2 separate regions of the Mus musculus genome follow, and region 2 is linked to region 1. Evidence: chromatin contacts called from public HiChIP or PLAC-seq data. All regions are on one chromosome and are shown on one strand. Each heading gives the region's core, a stretch centred on a gene start, on an enhancer-like site or on the middle of the called end of the contact. The rest is flanking DNA. Distances are from core to core; before and after follow the strand shown.

Region 1 (2,593 bases), core at 64-2,563:
TCCTGGAACTCACAATTTAGACCAGAATGGCCTCAAACTTAGAGACCTACTTGCCTCTGCCTCCTGAGTGTTGGGATTAAAGGCATGGACCACCTACTTTTAATACTTAACATTTTAAAATTATTTTAGTGTGTATATATGAACATGATGCATGGGAGGGCACAGTACAAGTCCAGAGGTCAAAGGACAACTGTGTAGAATCAGTTCTCTCCTTCCCCCTTTACATGGGTTTTAGGATCAAACTTAGGTTTCTAGGCTTGTGTGGTTCCCTCTAAGCCATCTCACCATGCCTCTGGCTTCCCAGTTCTCAGACCCTCAGTGTCTCTCTATGACAGTGAATGGGTTGGGGTCCTAGGCGTACAACCTGTGTTGTGAACCTTCAAGCCAGGGAAACCCAATTCACCTTGTCATTTTTTTTTTTTTTTTTCTGGAGATCATTCTTACCCTTACTAGAATTTGTCCATGGAGGGGGGGTGGTTCCAAGGTTTCACTCAGATCAGATATGAAATCTAAACAACAAAAATTATTGACCAATTGAATAGTGCTAGTCTCAGGGGCAAAAAGCAATAATGTGTCCCAATTATCATGCCTTTTCAGTATGAAAAGTAGGCATCAGTTGAGTACACCTCCTTGCTTACACACATTCCCCAGAAGAACCATAACCATCCACAAACGGGAAGCCTGAGGCAGACTGCACGGGATAGATAACTCCCACACGATCCTGCTCGCTCCATTCCAGCCCTTGTGTCGTAAGCGCCCCTCCCCCACCTCTCCGAGGTCTGCCTCATTGTATAGTCCAGGCTGGTTCCGAACTCCTCACGTTCTTCTGACCTAGCTTTCTAGTCCACCACCACCAAGGCTCCAGCTCTTTTTATTAGAAATGGCTGCCTGACTTGGGACAACCCTTGACTACCTCAGTTTCTCGCTTTGTGGTGGTATTAGTGAGGAGATTGTAGAGTGTTAATTGTGACTGCCCCACAGGAGCAGTTACCCGCGTTGTAAAATGTTACAGTAAATTAGAATAACACGGCGAAAATTAGCATACCGTCCCCCTCCCTCCCCCACCCCCACCCCGCATTTTAACTGCAGCGTCAGCAGCATCTTTACACTCTGTGGAGGCATCCCCGAACCTGATCCCCTTTTGGCCTCAGCATTCCATTTGGTGTCTGGATTACTTTTTGGAACTAATCTGCAGAAGTCAGAGACAGTCACTCCTCAAGGCTCCAGGTGACCACTCCTGCTTGACTCCGCCCCACGGAAAGAAGGTGAGGTAGGGGGCGGGGCTGGTGGTGGGGGTCGGCAGGATTGGTGAGTATACTGGCCCTTCTGGTCAGTCCTACACCTGTCACTCTCCTATGTGTGGGCCACCTCTGTGACGGGCAATAATGCTGCTGCTACTGCTGCTGTTGCTGCTGGGACCTGGACCCGGATTCAGCGAAGGTAAGTGAGGACTGACTGGCTTCCTCCTGCCTGGGATTTTTTCCTCACCGCCCCAACTCAACACCTAGTTCCAGCACCCTGAAGCCTTAAAATCCCCAGTCCCTTCATCAGATGCCCACACATCCATCTTCCCAGACACCCAGGAGTCATGTCTTTGATTCCTTCCAGAGCCCTCCACTTAGGCATTTCACTCAGGAACTCAGAAGGGGAAGAGGGGTTGGTCTCAGAGTCCTCCCTTCCTGAACCCCATAGTTACTGCGGTCCTCTCCAGCAGCCTGAAGCTCCTAGCCTCTGATCCTGAGTCATGTGAACTGGCTATCACTTATAGAGGGGGTTTTCCTCACTCACTCCTACTACTCTAGAAAGGCCCCTCTTGGTGATTCTTTAATCCTAGAGTACAATAAAGCATAGAGGCACAGAACCAACCCCGGCCTTACCTGGGTACAGAGGTGCAGGTGTGAAGCCTCTCTCCTCCTGGACAGGCTCACCCAGACCAACATCTCAGATGCCACAGTTGCTCCAAGCAGCACTTGGCCGGCTAGCACACAGCTCAGGGATGCCTAGGACGGCCCACAATGGGCGTAGACCTTGAGCTTTTACAATGCCCTGTGGGTCCTGGCACTGCCATTGGAGGTTGCCCACAGGTAGACAGAGCAAACAGACCCCAGCCTGGCCTGCCCCACCTATGTTGGCATAAAGGGAGTGTTTTCTTTGGTTCCAAACTTAGTGCTGCTGTGTGTCCCTCACCTGGGCCCTTCATGGGCAGTCTTAGCCTCTAAAAGCAGAGAGTGGCTGGGGGTGGGGTAGGGGGAGCTCTGCAGATGGTTTCAGGGTATGGTGTTGGGAGTGGTTAGGCTAGGTGTGTCTCACCTGGACTTGGTGGCTCCTGAGGTCAACAGACCTTTCCTAGAAGCCTTTCCGTGTGCCAGAGCTACTTGAGTCAGAGATCTGTTCTGGAAGAGCAAGCTAGAAGGGCACCCCCAATAAACAGGCAGCAGCATGGGCCATTGGCAGGGTAAGGCAGCAGGGAGCAGGCTGAAGAGAAGGCAGGGGCAGTAGTGTGATGGCCTGACTGGAGGGAAAGCTGGGTTCTGGGGAGGTAGGAAGGCTTCGGGATCTAGCTTGGGATCTCCACTGGGGCTTGGGGGACAGT
Region 2 (2,593 bases), core at 55-2,554, 50 kb before region 1:
ATCGGAAAGCCTGAAGAACCAGGAAGACCAGTTATCAAATTCATGACAGAGAATGACGGCAGGGAGCATGGCTGAGCCAACATCATTTTGTGTGATGAGGCTTAAGTTTCTCAAATGATATCCCTCCTTCCAACCTTCTCTCCCAGGAAGCCACTCTTCCCTCAGTAAATCTGTCTCAGAAGCTGTGGCAGAATCCAACCTAGGCTACATAATGAGATCTTATTAAGAGTAAGGGAAGGAAAAGAAACTCCATATTCCCACATTAACCCTGTAAGATCCTGTTTAACCAGCCACCTTTCCTAACCCTGATCTCATGATACAATCATTTGTTAAAAGCGTGATGTCCTTTCTATTCCTCAAATTTGTCAAGCTGATTCCCATTTCACCTGCTACTCGCTGTTAGAAACACTCTTCCCAAGGTTGGAGTTCAAATGTCAGAGGCCCTCTCCACCAGAACCTCATACACTCACGCTTTATCCTGGAACGTTGTAGTTCTTCATAGCATTTACTGATACCTGAAACTATCTTATCCATGTATTGCCGCCGCCCCCCCACCCCACTGCCCCGCCTCCGGCTCTGCTGGGTATGGGTTAGTGTCTGGATAAGCTGCTGTCCCCAGTGCCTTAACACAGAGTATACACACTTTATTAACAATTGTCAGTACTATGCTAAGTGCTTTACAAGGTTTACTTCGTTTAAACAAGAGAATCAGACAAAATCTAAAGGTTAGATTCCAAATGTTTTATAGGGATAGGTATTTTAAAATGTTGGGCAAAAAGGACTGCTTATATAATATACGGTTCCACTATGCTACTGCTTGCTTCTACAGAAACAAATTTCAAACAAAATTTTTGGAATTCGATAGGTCACCAGTGACAGCTTTCCCCTAGATATCCAAAACCCTGGAAATGCCGCCCATGTCTTGGCCAAGAGAGGGAAGAGGAAAGGCACGGAAGATTAGCCTAGAGTCCCACAAGGGTGCCCCAAGAGTGAGTGGGAAACAATGGAACAGACAAGGCTCGCCCGGGCAGAGGGGACCCGAGGGAACCAGAGGCTCCTGCGTGCCCGAGCCGAGCCCGCACGCCCGGCCCCCTCGGCACATGCGGAGAGCTCTCAGCGGGCTCGAGCCCCGCACCCGCAGGCGGAGGCCGCCCGGATCTTACCCAGTCCGCGACGCACTCAGCGTGGCAGAGGCCGCTGCCGTCACATCGCCCGACAAGCGCGTGTGAAGCAGCGGGGCCGCCATTCGGCCTGAACTGAGCGAACGCCCGGCCTTGCGCCGGAAGCCACGACCTACCCGCCCCGGAAGTGGCGCTGCAGAAGGCAGCCCCTTGCGGGACGCGGCCCACGTGAGCAGAGCGTAAGGATCGCAGCAAGAAGGCGGGTAGGCTTGCGTCTGACCTTAACCGGCCTGAAGCTTTCCTAGAAATAGGCTGGCACAGCTTGGCGGGGCAATCGGTGGCCGCATTCCTCAGAAACTCCTTCAAAAAGAAGCTTGTCTTAGAGGCGTGTGCACGTGACCTTGGCGCTCAGGAGGTGGAGGCGGGAGGATAAAAGGAGTTCAAAGCGGGTTTCCTTCTGGGAAGTGAGTGGAGGAGGAAGGTCAGCTGGGTGCTTTCTCTGCCTCTCTGACCTAGCAGGCTTGCACCCCAGCATCTGGCCCCTGAGTCTTCATTGGTAAAATCGAACGGCTGGGATTTTTTTGGTTTTCAAACAACATGTTGGCTCTCTTAACTTTTGGCAAGACTCCGAGGGACACTGAGAGATCACTCCTGCTGAGGACAACCTGAGAAGCCATCAGATTTGGTCCCGTGCATCAAGCCAGAAGCAGCCACAGGGATGGCTGTGTTTCTCATGACCCCACACAAGAAGACCACCATCTTCACTGAGGCCAAGGAGTCAAGCTTGGTGTTGGCACTCAAGCGCATCATTGAGGGCATCATGAAGAGGCCTCCTGAGGAGAGCTGCTGTTCAAGGACAACCAGCTCCTTGATGAGAAAACTCTGGGGGAATGTGGCTTCACTAGTCAGGTAGCAAAGCCACAGGCCCCAGCCACAGTGGGCCTGGCCTTCAGAGCAGAAGATGCCTTTGAAGGCCTGCCTATCTACCCCAATTCTTGTCCTCCAGAACTTCCAGGTGTGATGAAGGATTCTGGAAATAGTGCTAAGGAACAAGTTGTACAGTGAGGGCCCCAGGCCCACCTCCTAGAGATCCATTCCTCCCCCACCACCACCACCACCAAAAAAAGGGAGTTCAAAGCCAATGGGTAACTATTAGGACCTGGGTTACTCAGGTAAAGAGCCCGGTTTAATGTTAGTAATACAGGCACTGGAGAGGTGGAAATAGAAGGATCCTGTATATCATTTTAGACACATTTTCACACCTTACTCTGTGTGAAACACATATTACACAGTGACCTAGCCAGAAGTGTGGAGACTGGTAAAAAGCCAGAGGGGAGAGTTGGACCGATGTTACCATGGGTAAGAGAACCCAGGCTGGGGAGCTGGGCATGATGGTACATACCTTTAATCTCAGCACAAACAGGCAGATCTCTGAATCTGAGGCTAGTTTATTTAGACTATCGCGTAAGTTC

What was found. HiChIP or PLAC-seq counts read pairs in DNA pulled down with a chosen protein or histone mark.
Region 2: a contact with region 1 is called in an H3K27ac HiChIP or PLAC-seq map of embryonic stem cells, with 18 read pairs. The contact joins the promoter of Rrn3 here to the promoter of Pla2g10 in region 1. A contact is called at or near these places in 15 of 39 promoter capture datasets (the 3T3-L1 cell line, 3T3-L1-derived adipocytes, cranial neural crest and 8 more), 2 of 15 datasets of contacts at CTCF or cohesin (both in embryonic stem cells), 38 of 484 Hi-C or Micro-C datasets (the N1E-115 cell line, differentiating embryonic stem cells, embryonic stem cells and 3 more), 20 of 115 datasets of contacts at active chromatin or transcription factors (the SCID.adh cell line, bone marrow-derived macrophages, embryonic stem cells and 3 more) and 3 of 9 other capture datasets (adipose tissue, liver and pancreatic islet).

The regions. Positions count from the first base shown.
Region 1 is chr16:13,729,204-13,731,796 of GRCm38.p6, reverse strand. Pla2g10 (phospholipase A2, group X) reads left to right here and starts at 1,313. Exons shown (of 4, transcript NM_011987.4): 1 at 1,313-1,440. The coding sequence starts at 1,386. Pla2g10os (phospholipase A2, group X, opposite strand) reads right to left here and starts at 1,961. Exons shown (of 3, transcript NR_040574.1): 1 at 1,878-1,961.
Region 2 is chr16:13,779,410-13,782,002 of GRCm38.p6, reverse strand. Rrn3 (RRN3 RNA polymerase I transcription factor homolog (yeast)) reads right to left here and starts at 1,304. Exons shown (of 18, transcript NM_001039521.1): 1 at 1,164-1,304; 2 at 1-10. The coding sequence starts at 1,246. It also overlaps the pseudogene Gm6354.